Regions from separate parts of the Gasterosteus aculeatus genome. Here region 2 is linked to region 1. Evidence: chromatin contacts called from public Hi-C data. All regions are on one chromosome and are shown on one strand. Each heading gives the region's core, a stretch centred on a gene start, on an enhancer-like site or on the middle of the called end of the contact. The rest is flanking DNA. Distances are from core to core; before and after follow the strand shown. Region 1 holds the start of cenpx (centromere protein X). Region 2 overlaps notum1a (notum, palmitoleoyl-protein carboxylesterase a).

What was found. A called contact is a pair of places that touch in the nucleus more often than the background predicts.
Region 2: a Hi-C map of liver shows a contact between it and region 1, with 7 times the contacts expected there. The contact joins the enhancer-like site here to the promoter of cenpx in region 1. A contact is called at or near these places in 3 of 6 Hi-C or Micro-C datasets (liver and skeletal muscle).

The regions. Positions count from the first base shown.
Region 1 is chr11:10,758,736-10,762,437 of fGasAcu3.hap1.1, forward strand. It overlaps cenpx (centromere protein X), which reads left to right and starts at 1,824. Exons shown (of 5, transcript XM_040190658.2): 1 at 1,824-1,936; 2 at 2,531-2,582; 3 at 2,671-2,724; 4 at 2,810-2,898; 5 at 3,208-3,375. The coding sequence starts at 1,901. The coding sequence ends at 3,222. It overlaps LOC120827614, which reads left to right. Exons shown (of 5, transcript XM_040190657.2): 2 at 28-141; 3 at 226-321; 4 at 436-576; 5 at 686-1,060. The coding sequence starts at 58. The coding sequence ends at 820.
Region 2 is chr11:10,797,203-10,800,904 of fGasAcu3.hap1.1, forward strand. It overlaps notum1a (notum, palmitoleoyl-protein carboxylesterase a), which reads left to right. Exons shown (of 11, transcript XM_078083751.1): 2 at 128-180; 3 at 293-388; 4 at 681-741; 5 at 825-883; 6 at 982-1,084; 7 at 1,194-1,385; 8 at 1,507-1,604; 9 at 1,764-1,911; 10 at 2,005-2,052; 11 at 2,159-3,702. The coding sequence ends at 2,462. LOC120827616 (a long non-coding RNA gene) reads right to left here. Exons shown (of 6, transcript XR_013451316.1): 6 at 3,007-3,702. Among protein-coding and RNA genes, the nearest start is that of myadml2, 4.0 kb to the right of the region's middle. Within about 2 kb of position 1,664, at least 2 of the 9 cell types and tissues checked have open chromatin away from gene starts, as enhancers often do.

The DNA.
Region 1 (3,702 bases), core at 574-3,073:
TTTTGTAATCACTTTATTACCTTCCAGATTGCAAATCGTATCTTCCCTCCAGTTATTATGGAAGTGAATTCAAAAAAGAAAAGTGTCTTTATCAGTCTTCCAAAGAAACACATGGCTGCTTTTGCCAAAGACTATGAACTGGTAAACAATTTTTCTCATTTTTATACTGTCATCACTTTTAGACCTAAGGAAAATTTTATGGCATCATTTTCTCTCATTTAACAGCACCATGGGTTGATCATAAAAGGCCTGAACCACTTCATCAATGCAGGATATGTGCAAGCTTACTTTAAGGAATGGGGAGTTGTCACAAGGTGTAAGGTAAACACTGACACAAGTTATGCTTTTTGTTGAATACGTTCTTGAATAAACTATGAAGATATATATTTTTTAATTGAATTATGCAAATTCCTTATATGTTGACTTGGATCCCAGATTCTGAAGATCCAATCAGAGGAAAATGAAGCAATGGCCTATGTGAGGTTTTCTTCGGAGGATGAAGCTGACCAAGCGGAGTGGGCCGGTCCCCACGACATTGGAGGCGAAGTGGAAGTGAAACGAGTTGTTAGTCCAAAGGTATATATCTTTTGCAACTTGAAAGAAATGTTGATTAGCAGTATTTGATTTTAAGTGTGCATTTGTGGTCTCTGTTTCCATTGACTGACGGAAAAGATCTGTGTTTCAGACAGAGGAGGATTCAGATGAGGAGAACTCCCAGCAAGCCCTTCCCGGATCTCGATCAAAGCGTTCGGTGGGCTTGGGCTACTTACTGGAAGATCCTCAGTGGTTGGACGATGAGGAGGAGGAGGAGGAGGAATAAGCAAATACTCTGTGACTTTTATAAGCTTGAAATCATAAATGTATGTTCAAAGAATTTAGGGACTGTAAACTAATATGGCTCATAAAAAATAGTGGAGCTGCAATAAAATACCTAATGTAATGTAATAAGAAACCAAAATGTTATTTTATTTATTTGGCCAAATTGTGAATTGCTGTAATACAAAGTATTCTCTTTTTGTTATAATCTGTGTTTTTTCATGAATAAAGTTTTATCATTTTATATGTGTTTTGTAATGTTTGTCAAGGAAATGGGGGATTTAGTTTTAGATTAAGATTGTTTTTTCCCTTTTATCCACTGTTGGACTCAGAAACTGGATTCAAAAAGGTAGGTTGACAACCTCATTTTGCTCTTTTCTTCCTCTGACACGGGCGGCACGGTGGCGTGGTGGTTCGCACTGTCGCCTCACAGCAAGAAGGTCCTGGGTTCGATTCCGCCCAGTGGCCTTTCTGTGTGGAGTCTGCATGTTCTCCCCGTGTCTGCGTGGGTTCTCTCCGGGTTCTCCGGCTTCCTCCCACAGTCCAAAGACATGCTCTGGGGATCAGGTTAATTGGGGACTCTAAATTGCCCGTAGATGTGTGAATGTGAGTGTGAATGGTTGTGTGTCTCTGTGTAGCCCTGCGATTGGCTGGCGACCAATCCAGGATGTACCCTGTCTATCGCCCGAAGATGGCTGGGATGGACTCCAGCCCCCCCGCGACCCTGTGTGCAGGATAAGCGGTTTGACAATGGATGGATGGATGGATTCCTCTGACACCAATATTAACTATTTAATGTTAGGACTATTGAAAATATTAACAGCCATATAAAAACTACAATTTTAGGTATTTACAAACTGGTGAATTTAATGTCAAAATGAAAATATATCAAAGAAAATACCTAAGAAAACAGTGTAAAAATAATTGTCTAAAGTTGTAAAACGATCATATAATGAAATAAATAAAGACAAGAGGCTTCATTTTATCATTGTTTTTCGTCGATGGAGGGCGTTTCGAATGACGTCAGAGATCAACGACCAATCGCGACGCAGAGCGCCAAGTTCCTCTCGCGGCGTTCACAAACATGTCGGAGAAAGACGCAGAGATTGGATTCAAAAAGGTAGAAGGACATCGCTGCTTTTTTTAGATTTGTTTACACGTACTCGGTTTCCCCCGTTGTTCAATAAAGACGAATATGAAGAGGCTAAAATGTTGTTGTTGTTTACGCGAAGTATTCACGTCGAGGCTGTTTGCACATGAATCAGTCCGTCGGGCGATTCAACTTCGGACCTAACGTTAACTTTAGATATTACTCAGCAGACTAATAGACAGTATATGTGTGCCGAATGGAAATGTGCTTCACAATAGCAACAATAAAAGAGCTCCGTGTTCGTTATTGCGGGATAACACTAACGTCAGGTACGTTCACACATTAAATTATGGTCTTTTCCGAAGGCAGTTTGGTTTGAGGAAGTCGTGGATAGCGCGACATTTCAAAATAAACGCAGTGATGTTTTTAAACTTTTCCTTCCTTTTTCTCTTGGCTTTCCAGTTTGTTGTCCTCACAGAAAAACCTGCCGGTTTACTTTTTTCACTTTAGCTTTATTATTTATGCCTCATTGATAAACATCATCTCTGCGGGAAGAATTCATTCCTGAATGTCTTTCACATATTTATATGTTACGGTGACGTTCTGCATTCTGCTCATTTACAGGAAACCGTAAGCAAACTCTTGTCCAGTTTCTTCAAGGAGGACAAAACCAGACGTGGGTCAAATGAACATTGTCTCAATAGGTAACATCTCAACCTCTCCAAACTGTTTCTCTTGGCTGAACGCGTCTCCTTCTGTTGCAGTAAGTGGTGATGCTGTGCTGCTCATGACAGAGATGCTGAAGATATTTGTCCAAGGTGAGTCTAGTCGTCCCCTTCTGTGCAGTCGCACACAGATCGCGTTATGAATAAAAAACCCTCCGGTGTGTTTTCTCATTTCCAGAGGCTGCCGTGAGATCACAAAAACAAGCCGAGTCTGAGGACTGCGACCAGGTGGACATCGAGCACTTTGAAAAAATCCTGCCTCAGCTGGTGGGTAGCTCGCCATCGTTGGGGATTTATTATTTATTATTATTCAAAATCCATCCAATTGTGATTATGAGGCTGCTATGGTTTTCTTTGATCGCTGCACCTGTTATTCTAATGTTGTAGTTTATATTGTTGATGTATAAGAGAGATTTAGGGCATTTAAGCCTTTAGTTGAAGCTGAAAATGCTTGTAGTTCGCTTGTTAAATTAAAAAAAGCAGGTGAAACATAAAGAACTACTTTCACACAGGACGTCATCAATGCACAAAACGCTTCTACTACTCACTCGCCTTTTCTTCCGTCTTCCAATGCAGCTGCTGGACTTCTAGCACACGCGACGCCACAAGATGGAGCCAGAGCGTTGCCCGCGTGTTCCTGCTCAAATCCTACACTTTCAATGCCCAAAATGTTGAATTTCGTCCGTGTAATTTGCAATGTCTTCATTGTTGGAATGCTAGGTAACATAAAAAATGTTCACCCTGTATGTTTGTTCCAGTTGTGTGATTTCAAGCTGTCGCAACACCTCCGAGCGGCCACCTCCGAGGCCCACCTGTGCTGCCCCGTGCAACAACAGGTGCTTCCAGCGTGCACGGTGCCCTTCATCAAAGCCTCCTGCAGCAGTTGGAAGCAATTAGAGTAATAAGGGGAGCAGCCAGTCCCTTAGATGATGACAAGTGCCAGAAAAAAAAAAAAAAAAAGGATTACCCCCCTCCGGCCACTTTGAAGTTCCCTTTTGCTGTCTTGCGATGTTTAGTTAGAGGTGGTGGTGGGGGGGGCAAAGGGGACCTCTGGCACAGGGAGGGGAGGGG
Region 2 (3,702 bases), core at 414-2,913, 38 kb after region 1:
ATGAGGTTCCTATTCATTGATCATACATATTGTTATTCAGCCTACTAGTTTCACATTTACATATATTCAAGCATCATTGACTCGTCTGCTATGCTGTGTTGATTTGATATGCTTTGGTCTCTCGTAGGTACTACCTGAAAGAATCTCGAGGCAGCAGACGCTGGCTGATATTCTTAGAGGGTTAGTATTCAAATAAAATAACATCATGTCATTGTGTTTTTCTTTATGATGATCGAACTGGGAAGGATGTACAATTCTAGACATGTCTTCTTTTTTTGGTATCTATCTGCAGGCGGCTGGTACTGCTTCAACAAGGAGAACTGTGACAGCCGATACGAGACCATGAGGAGACTGATGAGCTCGTCCACGTGGCCCCAAACTAAAACAGGTCAGCTTCAGCCATTGTATGTCCTTCACTGTCACCCGAAGCGAATCCTGACTCCAAAACATGCTAAAAAAAAAATCCTAATGTCTGAGTACTTAAAAGCGCCGGATGCATCCGTCGCCCTGTCATAATGTAGCTGCGGTGCAGAGCTACCTGGCGCCCGCTGCTGTAGGAACCGAGACGCTTCCCTCTTTCATCGCATAGTAATAACTGTAATCCAATGATGATGAGGAGGAAGAGGATGTGTCTGGGAGTGCCACGATGACTAATGATACATGCTGCTCTGTCTATGCAGGCACAGGGATCCTGTCTCCGCTGCCCGAGGAAAACCCTCACTGGTGGAACGCCAACATGGTGTAAGTTGACTAATGTTTCCGTGTTTTTTGAAGCTCAAGTTTTTATCTGAGCTGGGAACATTAACTGTATTTTTGTGGTGCAGGTTCATCCCGTACTGCTCCAGCGACGTTTGGAGCGGCGCAACAGCCAAAACAGAGCAGAGTGAGACATCATTGAATCACCAAAACAACCCTAACGTGGAACTCTTCTTAAAACACAAAGAAGCTATGTTACAGTTGTACTCTCTGTATTGTGCGTAGGTGGATATGCATTCATGGGCTCACTGATCATTCAGGAGGTTGTGAAGGACCTGCTGAACAAAGGTCTGAACAACGCAAAAGTTCTTCTACTCGCAGGAAGCAGGTATGTTCTTGTGTGGACATTTTGCATGGAATTTCAAATTCAAAATCCTTGACATTTAGTTAGTTTCCTGAAGTGTTTGTTAAGAATATGTTGTTATTAATGCGAGCAGTGCGGGTGGCACTGGGGTGCTTCTCAACGTGGACCATGTGGCGGAGCTGCTGGATGGGCTGGGACACACCGGGATACAAGTGCGAGGCCTGTCTGATTCCGGCTGGTTCCTGGATAACAAGCAGTACCACTGCACGGACTGTGTGGACGCTGTCAGCTGCCCCCCAACCGAGACCATCAAGAGAGGCATCAAGTACGCGATCCAGCAAACGTTATCATAAAAGGATTTTATGAGGTGGACTTATTTCAGTATGGTGATGAGATCATCAGGTTACTAACCTCAACACCGTGTATCTTCTCACCTGTCCCGTCAGGTACTGGGGAGGAGTGGTGCCAGAGAGGTGCAGACAAACCCATGAAGGAGAGGAGTGGAACTGTTTCTTTGGATATAGAGTCTTCCCATCAATAAAAAGTGAGCTTGGGGTCTCATTCTCTAACATGAAACATGCACCTATCGTCCATGCAAGCCCAACATACCTGAATAATACTTGGCACGGAGTACATATTACTGTACTATATGTATAGATGCACAATAATCTTACATGAATCTGTGTGCATTCTCCCTGCGCAGGCCCTGTGTTTGTTGTCCAGTGGCTGTTTGACGAGGCTCAGTTGACAGTGGACAACATCCAGCTGACCGGCCAGCCTGTACAGGAAAGCCAGTGGCGCTACATCCAAAACCTGGGCATTGAGCTGAGAAACACACTAAAAGATGTCCCGTAAGTCCCATGGCTCTTTCAGGAGGAGAATTTAAACTGGATGTTTGCGAGGATTCCCTTTGGTTTACGCATTGTCGTTTTATCCATTTGCAGGGCCATGTTTGCTCCAGCATGTCTATCACATGAAGTTATCACCAGAAAGTGAGTACATTTAAATTTCCAGATCTCCGTCTTCCCGGTGTTCCATTAGCAGGGGACACTAAACTTTGTGGCTGAGCTGACAGCGCCCTCTTGTGTTGCGTTCTAGTTACTGGATTGACGTGCAGGTCAAAGGCACCTCCTTGCCCCGAGCCTTGCACTGCTGGGACCGCAGCCTCAACGACAACAGGAACAACAAGGCTCCACCCAAAGGTTGCCCCGTACACCTGATTGACAGCTGCCCGTGGCCCCACTGCAACCCCACCTGCCCCACCATCAGAGACCAGTTCACCGGACAAGAGATGAACGTCATTCAGTTCCTCATGCACATGGGCTTCGATGTGCAGAAGATGGCCCAGCAGCAGGGCATGGACCCCAGCAAGCTACTGGGCATGCTCAGCAGCGGCAGCTAAAGAGACACGCATACACACACACACACACACACACACACACACCCAGCATCTCCAAGATGCTGATACCTCCACCTTCACAACCCGTTCTACCTATAGTCATCTCCCCTATGAGCTCTTCTGTACACTAGTCTGGGCCCTTGGTCAAACACAGGGGCTTTTCTATTTATCCCATCACGTCACCATGACACGGCACAACTCTCTGCTACTCCATTTAAATTATCTTTTGCTTTGTAAAAGAAAAAAAATACCACAAATATAATCCAGTTTTAAGGATGCTCACTGTTGTTTAATTCATTTAAATGTTCTTTTCATCCTTCCATAGATTATATTTAGTCATTGTTTTTAAAAAAGGAAAGGATGCTCTTTCTTAAGTAATCACTATAGATTATAGAAGGTCTAATTTAAAAAAATAACGGTTTTATAGTTTCTCATCTCATGAAAATCTTTAACGAAGCAGTAAGAGATAACAAATACAATAAGATGAGAAAAGCACTGGATCATTAATGAAATTTTGTATTTACTTAAAAAATAATGGCAAGAACAATAGCAAGACACTAACACCCATGGATGTTTTTTTATTGGCCAGAGAGTAACGAGGACAGCAACTTTAAGTAATAATGACATTTAAAAGAAAAAAAACAATAAACCCAAGAAATTAGCAGAACATTTTAGGCTTCTCAAATTAAAGACAGACAAATATCAAATGTTGTAAGTAGCCAGAAAAAGCATATAAAGACAGACAATGCTCAAAAAATATATATTACTGTGGCAATTTTTGTGGGTAAAGATAAATTATTACGGTAACTCACACGTGTTAGCATTGCAATCTGAGGGAAATATTTAGTTTGAAATGGCCGGTTCAGATGGCTGCTCAAGCTGCAGGTTAATTAGTAGCTATACATTCACCACAGGGCCATTACGTCTAGTCTTTACCTCTTTCTCACAGGCCACTTCATCTCAAGAAGGCTGTTCAAACCCCAGACACTCATGTTAGGTCAGTAGCTCAGCGATCCTCAGATCAATGCAATGAACATTTAAAGGGAGACAAATGATGTGTATTGTATATTTCTTTTGAGTATTTGTATAGGTTCATTCAAGTGTTCACTAATGTAACTCCCTTCTTATATTTCATAATAGAGATCACTTTCTAATATAATGACAATGTTGTATGTAATGATGTCTTTATAATTGTTTTTAAAGGACCTTTATTTCGCATCACACCAGAGAAGGAAATGTATTA